Linked DNA regions of Mus musculus: regions 1 and 3 are each linked to region 2. The links are chromatin contacts, called in public promoter capture Hi-C maps. All regions are on one chromosome and are shown on one strand. Each heading gives the region's core, a stretch centred on a gene start, on an enhancer-like site or on the middle of the called end of the contact. The rest is flanking DNA. Distances are from core to core; before and after follow the strand shown. Region 1 has its middle 14 kb from the start of Olfr97. Region 2 holds the start of Gabbr1 (gamma-aminobutyric acid (GABA) B receptor, 1). Region 3 holds the start of Trim15 (tripartite motif-containing 15).

Region 1 (3,943 bases), core at 1,058-3,557, 200 kb after region 2:
ACTGGGAATTTTTATAAATTTCAAGGACAAGGCATTGTGGAACTTTAAAGCTATATCTTCTTAAGAAAAAGGGGGAGGGAGAATTATATCCCCATGCACATTATTTATATCATGCTTTTTATTTTTAAAGTTTTAAAATGTGGATGCCACAGAACTCCTTGCTGAGTGCCTGATAGTATCCTACAACTAGGCATACTCATGCCTATGTGAGAATAAAGGGTCCACTTATTGGCATATGGCATGATCCTGAACAGGTATTTAATATGGGGAAGAGGGCATGTTTGTATTTTTTTTTTTTTTAACAGAATGGGGCAGGAGCTTGCTAGCTGACAGAGTGATTGGTGTGACAAGCTGACACAAAAGGATAATGCTGACCTGTGAGCTTGTTGAGTGCCCTGACAATGGTGACAGGAAAGCTATATTGGTTATATGTTCTTGACCCACCTTTGCTTGCATATGTCTCAGATTCGACAAGCTAAGCTGCCTTGCTTCAAGCTTTTAAACACTGTGGGACAGAGAACATAGAGACTGTGGAAACTGATTTAGAAAAATTAATCAAAAGGAGTTATAATGACACTTCTCTTTCCTTTAATGTGACCAGTTATTCTGACTAAATCATTGACTAGTCTAGAAATAAATCCAATATTGGAGATTCCTATTATGAAGATAGCTTGAAATCTTTATTAGCCAGCAGAGTTAACTTGGAGCATAGCCTCCACTATTTACAAGAGAAGTAAGAGTTTTTTCTGTTGATTATCAAAGTCACCTCACCCACACTAGGTGCCAGGCTTGGGTCTAACCATTGAAAATTTGCAATTGAATTGAGTACCTGGAACATCCCCACAGACAACCTTAATCCTGTTGCTTTCAACTTTGACTTTGTGTTTCTTGCAGGTCGATTACCTTCATACAGGTTCGCCTTCAGCAAAGCGCAGATGGCAGTGATTCATCTCTATGAAGAAATGCATTGAGCGCATGCTGTGGCTTTGGTATGATTGGGAAAAAGGTGTGCAATGAGGGCCAGCAGCCAAAGGCGGGCCACTGGTCTATGGTTTTTATTTCAACCTAAGACAGGGGCATGTGTCAAAGGCTGTGTTTTTCTTAATAAACACTAAAATGTCATGTTTGTGCAAATAAACACAAACAAGCTGCATGTGTACTCTGAGATGGGTCAGAAAAAGGCCAATTAGATTCAGTGCTAAGACAGGCATGGCTGCGAGCCAACTTAATTCCCAGGCAGGACCATGGAGCATAAGTAAATTTTACGCCCCTGTCCAGCTATTTTTAATAAATAAAAAGGGAGGAACTGTACCCTTCCCCCAGCCTTGAGCAGGCTGACTCAGACCTGGCTTGCCACAGCCAGCAAGCCCACCTAGGGTGGAGTCCTCTGACCTAGGTAAAGTCTATTGTCATGCCACATCTACAGTTTTCCTCCAAGACACCTGTTGAGTAGGTGAACCTGTTCTCCTGACACTATCCTGACAAAGCAACAGGATCCTGGCTTGGTGGGGGATGGGTCCCCCCCCCCCCCCCCCGCCTTTATAAACTCAGACTCATAAGTAAACATTGGCCTTGATCAGAACTTTGTCTTGGCTTATTATTTCTCTCGCAGCCTTTCCCATCCAAAACCCCATCTTTTCTTTCAGGAATCCAGTACCCACTGGCTGGTGGTGGCTACAGGTACTAAATTCCCTAGCTGAAGACAACCTTGAACTCCTTCCAAAATCCTATATGTCCTGGAGACTGGGTTTATAAGTGTGTACCCCCAGGTAGGACCTTAACACTTCTAGCTTCCAAGTGTGATAATTATTGGTAGACCTAACTCATAAAAGTTATCCGTGGAGTCTGCCTGAGTCTTATTTCCAGCACTCATGTGGCAATTAATATGACCAGTAACGCCAGTTCCATGGTGTCAGATGCCTACTTCTAGCTCTGCTGTTACCAGACACTTATGAGGTGCACAGACATAAATATAAGCAAAACATCAGTACACATAAAACAAAAAAACATGTTTTGTTTGTTGTAGAGAACATACTGATCCTAGAATATTAGAAACGTTCTAGGAAACATGACATTAAGTACTCAGTGTAGGAGAACAGAGATCAAATCCAAGCCCAGTTTCCAGGTTTAACCCAGCATTGGAGATTCCTCCATTTCCTCTGAGGTTTCACTTCTTTGTAACTTTGTAAACTTTGTCAGGTACTTTTGCCTGGATACTGATGATGCTTCTGCAACTCTCATTATAATTGGCTGGCAGGTACTTAGCGAATCTAATCAGGGCTACGGGAAGGATGGGGTCCTCAAGCAACAGAGCTGTCCTGCAGATGGCGGTGGTGGCTTTGGCTCTTACCCAAACAGGTGCTGGTGAGTTCAGGGGTTGGAAAGGAAATAACCTCTAAAGGGAGAAACAAGGGTGTCGTGACCAGATTTTCGGGATCCCTTCTCCTCCTGGTCCTGAGTTCCACTCCCTGCCCCACCCCCAATCCATTGCTTGCCCACTGGCCCGGGGTTATCTGGGAAGGGTTCTGATGTTGGAATTTTCCCTGACTCTTCTCTGGGAAGACATTTGGACCACAATCTCAAATGACACAATTGTTTATTTTATGTTATCATTGTATTTTAATGTCTATCTATGAGTATATGATGTGGATACTTGGGTGTATAATGTAATTATGTCTTTAGTGCTTGTATGTATGTGTGTGTATATGCATGTAAGTATGCATGAATGTTTGTGTGTGTGTTTGCTTGTGTTTATATGTTTGTATGTGTGCATATGTGAGTGTATGTGTGTGTTTATGTGTATGTATGTGTAAGCCAGTACTGTGTATCTCCCTCTATCTTTTCTATCTATCTTCAGATGGGATCTTGCCAATTTGGTTAGACCAGCTAGCCAGTAAATTCCAGAGATTCTCCTTTTTCTGCTCTCCTGGTACTGAGATTATAGATTTGAATCAACCACATGCAGACTGAATATACACAGTTTAAACAATTTACATCTAAGTCACAAATAACTAAATCTTAAAGATCTAATTTCTAAAATTACAATTCTGGAAAAATATTTTTTGACTCATTTAAAGATGTTTAGTTACATTTTGAAGAGGTGTTTACTTAAGGTGTATAAAGTATTACAGAGACCACTTTATCCCATAAAATAGGTAATAGCATACTTGTTTGCATGCACAAGCACTTGTATACACAAATGAATGTCACAATGATGTATCATTGTGAGCAACATAAACTAGGAAGCAGTATCATTAACAAATGCTAGCCTTGCCTGAGTCTCGGTACTGACCATCTACTGTGCATGGGAACATGGGACAGAAAAGCCATAATCAGAGTGGAAGGTCCCTGCTGAGAACAGACACTCCAGAAAGCTTTATTATACTTCTTTCATATGTCATGTGTTTTATATCCTTCCCTGAGTCTGCAGTCCTAGTTCTAGCAGCTTCGCTTGGGCTAGGATTAAGGCTTTTGTTTTTGTTTTTTGTTTCGTTTTTTCGAAACGTATGTATAGCTCTGGCTGTCCTGGAACTCACTCTGTAGACCAGGCTGGCCTTGAACTCAGAAATCTACCTGTCTCTGCCTCCCAAGTTCTGGGATTAAAGGCATGTGGCTTAAGGCTTTTTTCATAGACCTTTATGGCCCTGCTGTCTTCCTGGCCTTTTACCCACTGTTTTCTTTCTGCAGAAGGAAAAATGCAACAGGTACATCCAGACTGCTAATAAGTATGATGGAATATGGTCCCTAATATGGAATAGAGTAGACAGGAGCCCATGGGGCAACACAACCAGCTCATCTTGTGGCATCTGATCAAGTCTCATTTGTTCTGTTAAAGGCAGAAACAGTGATTAAGGCTCTGATGCTTCTTTCACCATTTAGAAAGGTAAGTTGCCGGGCCTAACCTGTAGCATGTGGTGGAACAGAGGATAGACCCCAGGGTTAT
Region 2 (4,143 bases), core at 628-3,127:
AGCTTTGCCAGGACCACAGGATACCACCTGGCTAGAAGAACTAGCCAAGGCCTGGCAGAGAGTCAGTCAGAGTCAGGTAGCTCTTTTTTTTTTTTTTTTTCGAGACAGGGTTTCTCTGTGTAGACCTGGCTGTCCTGGAACTCACTTTGTAGACCAGGCTGGCCTCGAACTCGGAAATCTGCCTGCCTCTGCTCCCAAGTGCTGGGATTAAAGGCATGCACCACCACACCCGGCCAGGTAGCTCTTCTTTTTGACTATCTGAGAAACTTCCCTCACTGGTATCCATAACTTCAGTTGGTCTTATTGAGAGGGCAGGCCACTCAGAGGAGGGTGGCTGTCTCTTCTGGTGGTTAGAACTCCTTCCTACTCTCTTTTGCTCACTATTTAGTCCAGTGGTTCTCAGACTCTTTCCAGGCAACATTTAAAAGCTTGTGGGGCTTTTTTTTTTTTTTTTTTTGTATTTAGAACTGTGAGAGGGGGTGTACATATGGGTAGAACCTGTGTAAAAGCTGTCCTCCTGCCAGATAAGAGTTCTCTCTTTATCCAGATTTTCAGAAGTCCCCCAGGACATTCATGTAGGTAAAAACTTGTGTTTAATTATCTGAGCCTAGAACTTAATAGTCTTTTTTTTTTTTTTAATGGTCTGAATATGCAGCGAACTTTCTAGGAATGCAATTACAGTTCTGTGTGAGTTTAGGGAAGCTTGACTTTGCTACCAAGAGTTGCTCAACATTTCCTGAAGTCACTACATTGATGGCAACATGCCGGAGGTAGTTGAGTCACTGGCTATGCACCTGTATCAGTGTGTTGGTAGAAGTTTCATTTCTGTGACTCTAAGGAGAGGTGTAAGCATTTGCCTGCTTCGAGGGAAACGGCACTCACTCTAAAATACTGTTTATGTTGTAGCAAATTGCTATGCTCCTTCTTATAGATGGGGAAATATTTTGTTCTTTTTAGTCACGTGCATAGGGAAGTGATGTAATCTATGATTATTAGTTCGTGGTTTAGGAGTCATTACAAATACTTGTTCTAACATAGGGTTGAAGGTTGAGAGCCTTGGTTCTCCTGGGTCTCATAATACCTGCTTTCCACCCACCTCTCTGGAAGAACTAGCCAGCAAAGGAGTGCCTCCCCCAGCCCCCGCCACACTCCCTTTTTCATCTTTCTGTCCATCAAGTTATGGACAGACAATCGCAATGCAGGAGCTTTGGCTGTCAGACTTCTCTGTCAGGGCCTCCAGTTTACCCTTAGTCAAGAATGGCAGGTCTGGTCCGAGTGTTGATAATACAGGCTCATGCTCACGTAGAGGTTTTCTTTCTTTATGCCCTCTCCTTTCTCCATCTACCTCAGTATCTCTTCTGATGCCCCTGATCTCTTGCTCCCCGCCATAAGCTGGCAAGTAGCCTACTGCTGGACTAACGAGCCACCCGGGGCTCCCAGTTCTAGCTCTTCTATCCTATTTTTCTCCTAGTGCTCCCTCCACCATCGGCTGCCCTTTTGACCCTTGATTCTCCCTTCCCCTTCAAGGTCTGTTCCCCAGGCATATGACGTCTTCCCTCCTTACGCCAGGTCCAGATCTGTCTTCCTTTTGTACAAACACATCCTTTCTTCACCTTCATCCAGGCTCCTTGTCTTTGTGCCAGCTCCTCTGCTTTAGGCTTGGGTCCTATAACCCCCTACAGCCCCCCCTCCTGTCTCCATCAGTCTAGTCTGCGGGTCTCTCGGCAGCTCTTAGTCCCCCGCCTGCATGCGTGGTCGCCTATGTTCCCCTCCATCCTACCTCTACGCCCTCCCGCGCCGTGGGCGGTCTAGGGAGGGGCCGGGATCCGGGGCGGCTCCTGGGGCTCGGGTTGTGGGAGGCGCCCTCTCCGATCTCCCCCTCCCTTCCCCCCGCCCCGTCTTCCCCTGCACCCTCCTTCCTCCCTCCGCCCGAGAGCTTCCCCGGTCCCCGGCGCCGCCTCCTTCCCTCCCGGCACCGTGCTCTCGCGGCCGCCGTCGCCCCGGGGAAGGAGAGACGGGGGTGGGGTTTGCGGGTAGCGATCGCGAAGGGGAGAGACCCCGGCCGGGCTGGAGCCTGGATTCCTGTGGAAGAAGAACAGGGGGAGGGGAAGCTGGAGGACCGGGAGGGAGAACGGGGAGCCGCGGCCGGGCCTGGGCCCTTGAGGCCCGGGGAGAGCCGCGGAGCGGGACCGGCCGCCGAGGTAAGACCGGGGCCCCACGACCGGGGCTTGGCAAGGAGGCCGGTGGACGTAGGGTAGGGCCGGGGGGTGCGTGGGGTTCGGGTGCGAGAGGCGAGTGATGGGGTAGCGGGACCCCTGAGCGTGGGTAAGCTGGGCTAGCGCTAGCCACAGGGGCTGCTGAGAGGAGGTGGAGTCCCGGGAGGGTGGGGGGCCGAGGGAGGCCGGAGGAGGGTGGGGACAGGCGCTCTCTCCTCCTCTCCCCCCCAGCCCGTGCGGCTCCGCCCCCGCCTCCTCCGCGGGGCGCCCTTCGCGTCCCGAACCGCGCGGTTGGAGCCCGTGAGGTGCGCGGAGCGAGACCTGTCCGTCGGCTGGCCCAGGCCGCGGCCGGCGGGCTCCTCCGTGCCCTCACTGTTGCCTTTTCCTCAGATGCTGCTGCTGCTGCTGGTGCCTCTCTTCCTCCGCCCCCTGGGCGCTGGCGGGGCTCAGACCCCCAACGTCACCTCGGAAGGTGCACCCATCTCCGGCGCCCTGGACCTCTTCCACCCCACAGCTCGTTTCCTTGCACGTCTCCTTTCCTCATCACTCTTGCGGCAGGACCTCCCCCCGCCCCCATCCCTGGCATCCTGGTCCGCAGCCACTTCACAACTCCTGACCTCCTTTCTGTCACTCCGCATCACCACCAGCACCCATTTCCTCTACCTCACGTTGCTACACTACACCGTTTTTCTGTGACCCCGAATTATCTCAGCCCCACCTCCCTTTCCGGGCCCCACGTTACTACAGCGCCCCCCTTCCGTAGTCCACCTTGTTGCTTTGATGGGTTTGTGTGGTCCTTGTTCAGTGGGTTTGTGTGGTCCTCACCGGTATTCTCCTTCGGCCCTGTCCCTCATTTAAACCACCGAACATTATAGCCCTTAGGATTTCTTCTTAGATATTTGTCTCCATTATACTTCTTAACCGGTGGACTCTCGCACCAGCTTTAGCCCTAACCCACGACGCTGGGTTCTGCAGCTTGGGGTTCTTAACTGTTCCCACTCCCAGCTTCCAGTCGTGTGTCCCGTGTGCCCCTCCTTTTCTGTCCCCCTGCCCCAACCCCACCATTGACCACGCCCTGCTCTTCCCCCTTCCACTGCGCGCTGCCTTCCCGCTCCCACGGTTCCCCTGTGCCTCCCCATTCCCTCTCAGGTTGCCAGATTATACATCCGCCCTGGGAAGGTGGCATCAGGTACCGTGGCTTGACTCGCGACCAGGTGAAGGCCATCAATTTCCTGCCTGTGGACTATGAGATTGAATATGTGTGCCGGGGCGAACGCGAGGTGGTGGGGCCCAAGGTGCGCAAGTGCCTGGCCAACGGCTCCTGGACGGATATGGACACACCCAGTCGCTGTGGTGAGTAGCCTGGGAAGCCACCCACCATCCCTGCCCCCTTCCTTCAGGCCCTTCCATTCTCAGTTGCAGACCATCCTTAGTTGTTTTGCAAGTCAGCAATTTAAATCCAGTGGAACCAAATTCACAAATACGTTTAATGAATGAGTACTATGTAGGAGGAGGGGTGTTGCTGTGAGCAGCTAGTGGGAGGAAGCAAGCTAAGCAGCCAGCACATTCACTTCATCGTCTTCATGAGGATACTGATCATTGGGTGAAATAACTTTGATTTTTCATCTGAGTTATCCTTTGAGGTTCATTAATGAGAGATTATTTTTTAAGTTATAAGACGATTTCATTACATTTTCTGACACCTTTGTCTCCCACTCAATGACCATATAAGCCAGTTTAGTAGTAGTATAGACCAGCCATAATAAGAAAAGCAAATCTGGTCTTGCATCCAGGTTTACGTCCATCCACACATTTCAAAGGCAGAAGAGTACCCACTTTACTGTGCTGTTGAGCAGTATCTGTTTTGTGTGCTTATAGCTCCATCTTGAGTTCCTACAATAGAAATGCTATTTTTTTTTTCTGATAG
Region 3 (3,708 bases), core at 93-2,592, 180 kb before region 2:
ACAACAACAAAACTAACCACACAAAACTAACTACTATGTCTTCTTTAGACTCATGAATAACTGTTGTAATTTATTTTTTTTCTTGAGATACATGTCCATGTCTTATGCATTCTAGGCTGGCCTCAAACTCAATTCACAATGAAGTCAAAGATGACATTGAGCTTTTGACGCTCTTAACTCCATCACCCAAGTGCTGCAATTATAGAACACTCCTATTCAGTGCTGAGTATTGAATATAGGGCTCCATGTATTCTACGCAACCACTGTTCATACTGAGCTAGCTACCCAACATGTTAGGATGGTGGCACATGCCTGTAATTCCAGCACCTGTGGGGGCAGAGAAAATAGGATCCGCTAAGTAGTGACTTTGAGGCCAGTTTGAGCTACATGAGACTCTGTACCTAAACAAACAAACTGGAACAAAGGAACAGACAGCCATAGGTGTGTGTGTGATCTTTACCAGAACCTCCTGGAGCTTCTGGTCTTCTTGACATTTCCTATCTTCTATCTTGTCCCTCTCCATTCTTAGAGCTTCTAACCGACTCCTGAGACGATCCTGTCAGAAAAAAGAAAGCAGAGGGTCGGTGAATAATCCCACTGGCAAATACCGTGTGCTATGTTGTGGACACACCACCGAGGCTGAGAGATTCAAACTGACAAGAGTCCTAATCCTTGACCTTCATTGTATCACCATTTAGGGCAAGAATTGGGTTGGGTGGCACTATGGAGATAGAAAGTGTGTGGTAAGTAAGGTGTATGTGCCCGCAGGGAAACCAGGAGCAAAGAGGAGGACTGAGAGGATTTTAGACAGTAAATCTCTATCCCTTTTCCTTCACTCACCCACATCAGGTCACCATCCTGCCCCCACGAAGCAGCGCCTCAGCTCCTTACCCTGTAGGGTTGGATGGCTTCATCCAGGAACCCCACAGTGTGTGCCTGGTGGGCGGGGCCCTCCCTGCAGAACACGCAGAGCAGCTCCGCGTCTGTCTTACAGAAGAAATAGATCTTCTCTCCGTGCTCTTCACAGTAGGTCTCGCTCAGGGGACCTAGGGACACCGGGGCCACTGCGGCCTGGATTTTCTCCTCTTCTGCCCCCTGACAGAGAGGGCACAGCAGCTGGGCTCCCATTGGGGTGCGCGGGAGGCAGAGTAGGCAGACAGTGTGTCCGCAGGCTGTGGTCACCGCATCCTGCAAGGGTCGGGTGCAGACAGGACAGGCTACTTGGTGAAGTCCCCGCAGGGACCGGGTTGAGGGCATCACCGTGCCTTCCCCTGCCTGTCCACAGTCTTCTGACTCGGTCCACTCCAATTTCCTTTCCCTGAAACTGAGTCACTTTTAAGTGCGTCACTGTCACAGAAGCAAAGGAATCGGAGGCTGAAAGAAAGGCAGGAATGTCAGCTCAGCGAGGTCACCTGGCTGCCACGCCCAGAACCCAGCAGCTAAGCAGGTCCAAACTCCAGGGCGTCTTGACTACCCAGCGTTTCCCAGGGGCAGGCAGGTGACCTAGCTCTCCACTCCTGTCGCCTTCGGTCCCTTGGGTGGGGAGCAGCGTATTGCATCATGAGGTCACTTGGAAATGGGGTTTCCTGGAATCTCTTGGCTACAGAGAGGTGAGGCCATTGGGGAGGAGCCGCTTCCTGTCACGCTGGGCAGGTGAGAGCCATAGTTCAGGCTAGGAGGCTGGCAGTGGCATCAGAGTCCAGCCTGTGATGTTGAGACTGACCTCGAATTTCGAGCCCAAATGCACGTTCCCCTCGTCTGGCAATATGCACTCACCACCACCTCCACCACCACCACCACCACCCCAAGAAATTACTCCAGAACAACCAATTTAATAACAACTCATTGGGACAAGTGTGGAGAAAGAGATACAAATTGAAAGGCAAAGAGGATTTCTAAGGATCAGAGAGTTTGACAGCCACAAGACAGAAGGCATTGGGGTATTTGGATTCCAGCTCTTCCCAAAACTGGGTCAGAGATCAAGCCGCCAGGGTCCCTGGGCATTCTCCTGCCCTGTGGACAAGCTGCCAGGATCCCTAGGCATTCACCTGCCCTGTGGACAAAGCCAGACCCTCGTGCTCACCAGGTCTTTTTATCCCACCTATTTTCATGTTTCACACACCCCTTCTTCCTGCCCTACCTTCCCACTTGACAATGCATCCTTAGAACAGCTGTCTAATTATATGTGGTCGGCCCTGGCTGAGATGTGCTGTTTGTATAAACGATTTCACATCACTACAGAGACATGTGATATATCGCTAGTATTTCATGTTGACTCTATGCTCAAAAATATTTTTGGAAACATTGGACTAACTTAAATATACTACTAATATTTACTTTTTGTCTTATAATATTTTTCTCACCCTTATTATGAGAAACATTCAAATTTATTGATAGTGTGGAGAAATAGTGGCATGAATGCCTTTGTGCATTTTTGAATTTTGTAAGTATTGGGCCATCTGCTCTCTCTTCCATAAATACAACATATATCTCCTCAGAGTGAGGAATTCATCCACACAACCACGGTGTCATTAAAAAATTTAACATGGGCCGGTGTGATGCCGCATCAGGTAAAAGCAACTGCTGCCAAGCCAAAGACCTGAGTTCTAGCCCTGGGACCAACATGGTTGAAGGCAAGAACTCACTCCACAAAGTTGTCCTTTGATTTCTACATTTATGCCAGAATACGAGCGCGCAAGCGCGCGCACACACACACACACACCTACACATGCACACATGCACACACATATATACACATGCACACACACCTACACATGCACACACATACACACATATACACAGTAATAATAAAAACTATATAATTTAAAGAACTTTAGCAATCTATTAGTGAGTTTACTGTCAGTATTCAAAATACCCGGTTTCCCAATAATGTCCCTTTATATATAATTCTGTTCCATTGGGGCCCAGCTCATATTGGCAACCAGAAACATTTACATTGCATATATGTGACTTTCACTGATTGTTTTTTTCCTCAAGACACATTTCACGTAGCTCAGACTGGCCTCTGAGCTGCTATACAAGCAGAGGCTGGTCTTGAGGACTCCTGATTCTCCCATCTCTGGATAACAGGTGCTGAGATCACAGGCATGTGCCACCATGTCTGTTTGTCCTTTGGGTTTCTGGTAGACTGAATCTCCTGGAAGACACATAGCTTTGACTTGCAGATAGATCACAGTCACCTGCACTCTGTTGGTTCCCCTTGGATGAGTGGAGGGAACCTGGAGGAGCTTGCAAAATGGAGGTCCAAACAGCAGGATGTGATAGAGCCAAGGTGGAATTAAAAAAAAAAAAAAAAAACTGTTTAAAGTGCTTCCGTCTATCAGTGGGAGATATGTAGTCATGGTAATAAATAAATAAATAAATAAATAAATAAATAAATAATGCTGGCTCTATTTTTCCTCCCTCATACGTTTTTTGTTGTTGTTGTTGTTGTTGTTGTTTTTGTTTTTTTTTTCCCTTCTCTCGGCCCTCTTTTAAAGCCTGTTATAGGACCATGGAGGCATCACCACAGTTCCTTGTGCTGTGCACACCCCAGCTCAAGAGCCTTATCTGAGTCCCCACACTCCCCTGGCCACTAGCCTTGTACTGGCTGATACCTCCAATCTCCCTGGAGACAGGTGGCTATGTTTAAGAGCTGGGGTGGCAGTAGCTGTGAGTCAAGCTCCTCCCTGCCCCTGAAGAAAAGAT

The links. Promoter capture Hi-C pulls out the DNA fragments that hold promoters and counts their contacts. Capture Hi-C pulls out chosen DNA fragments and counts their contacts.
Region 1: a contact with region 2 is called in a promoter capture Hi-C map of second pharyngeal arch cranial neural crest. The contact joins the enhancer-like site here to the promoter of Gabbr1 in region 2. A contact is called at or near these places in 9 of 39 promoter capture datasets (the C10 cell line, cranial neural crest, embryonic stem cells and 5 more), 2 of 115 datasets of contacts at active chromatin or transcription factors (embryonic stem cells and pancreatic cancer cells) and 3 of 9 other capture datasets (adipose tissue, liver and pancreatic islet).
Region 3: a promoter capture Hi-C map of adipose tissue shows a contact between it and region 2. The contact joins the promoter of Trim15 here to the promoter of Gabbr1 in region 2. A contact is called at or near these places in 14 of 39 promoter capture datasets (the 3T3-L1 cell line, 3T3-L1-derived adipocytes, the HPC-7 cell line and 10 more), 1 of 484 Hi-C or Micro-C datasets (embryonic fibroblasts), 11 of 115 datasets of contacts at active chromatin or transcription factors (CD8 T cells, acute myeloid leukemia, embryonic forebrain and 5 more) and 4 of 9 other capture datasets (adipose tissue, embryonic stem cells, liver and 1 more).

Annotation. Positions count from the first base shown.
Region 1 is chr17:37,244,639-37,248,581 of GRCm38.p6, forward strand. No RefSeq gene overlaps it. Among named protein-coding and RNA genes, the nearest start is that of Olfr97, 14 kb to the left of the region's middle. Within about 2 kb of position 2,308, at least 41 of the 459 cell types and tissues checked have an H3K27ac peak or open chromatin away from gene starts, as enhancers often do. A contact at or near this core is called in second pharyngeal arch cranial neural crest, where this site is marked.
Region 2 is chr17:37,044,089-37,048,231 of GRCm38.p6, forward strand. Gabbr1 (gamma-aminobutyric acid (GABA) B receptor, 1) reads left to right here and starts at 1,878. Exons shown (of 23, transcript NM_019439.3): 1 at 1,878-2,201; 2 at 2,607-2,688; 3 at 3,366-3,569. The coding sequence starts at 2,607.
Region 3 is chr17:36,865,845-36,869,552 of GRCm38.p6, forward strand. It overlaps Trim15 (tripartite motif-containing 15), which reads right to left and starts at 1,343. Exons shown (of 7, transcript NM_001024134.2): 1 at 892-1,343; 2 at 461-556. The coding sequence starts at 1,257. It also overlaps a transcript of Trim10 not described here.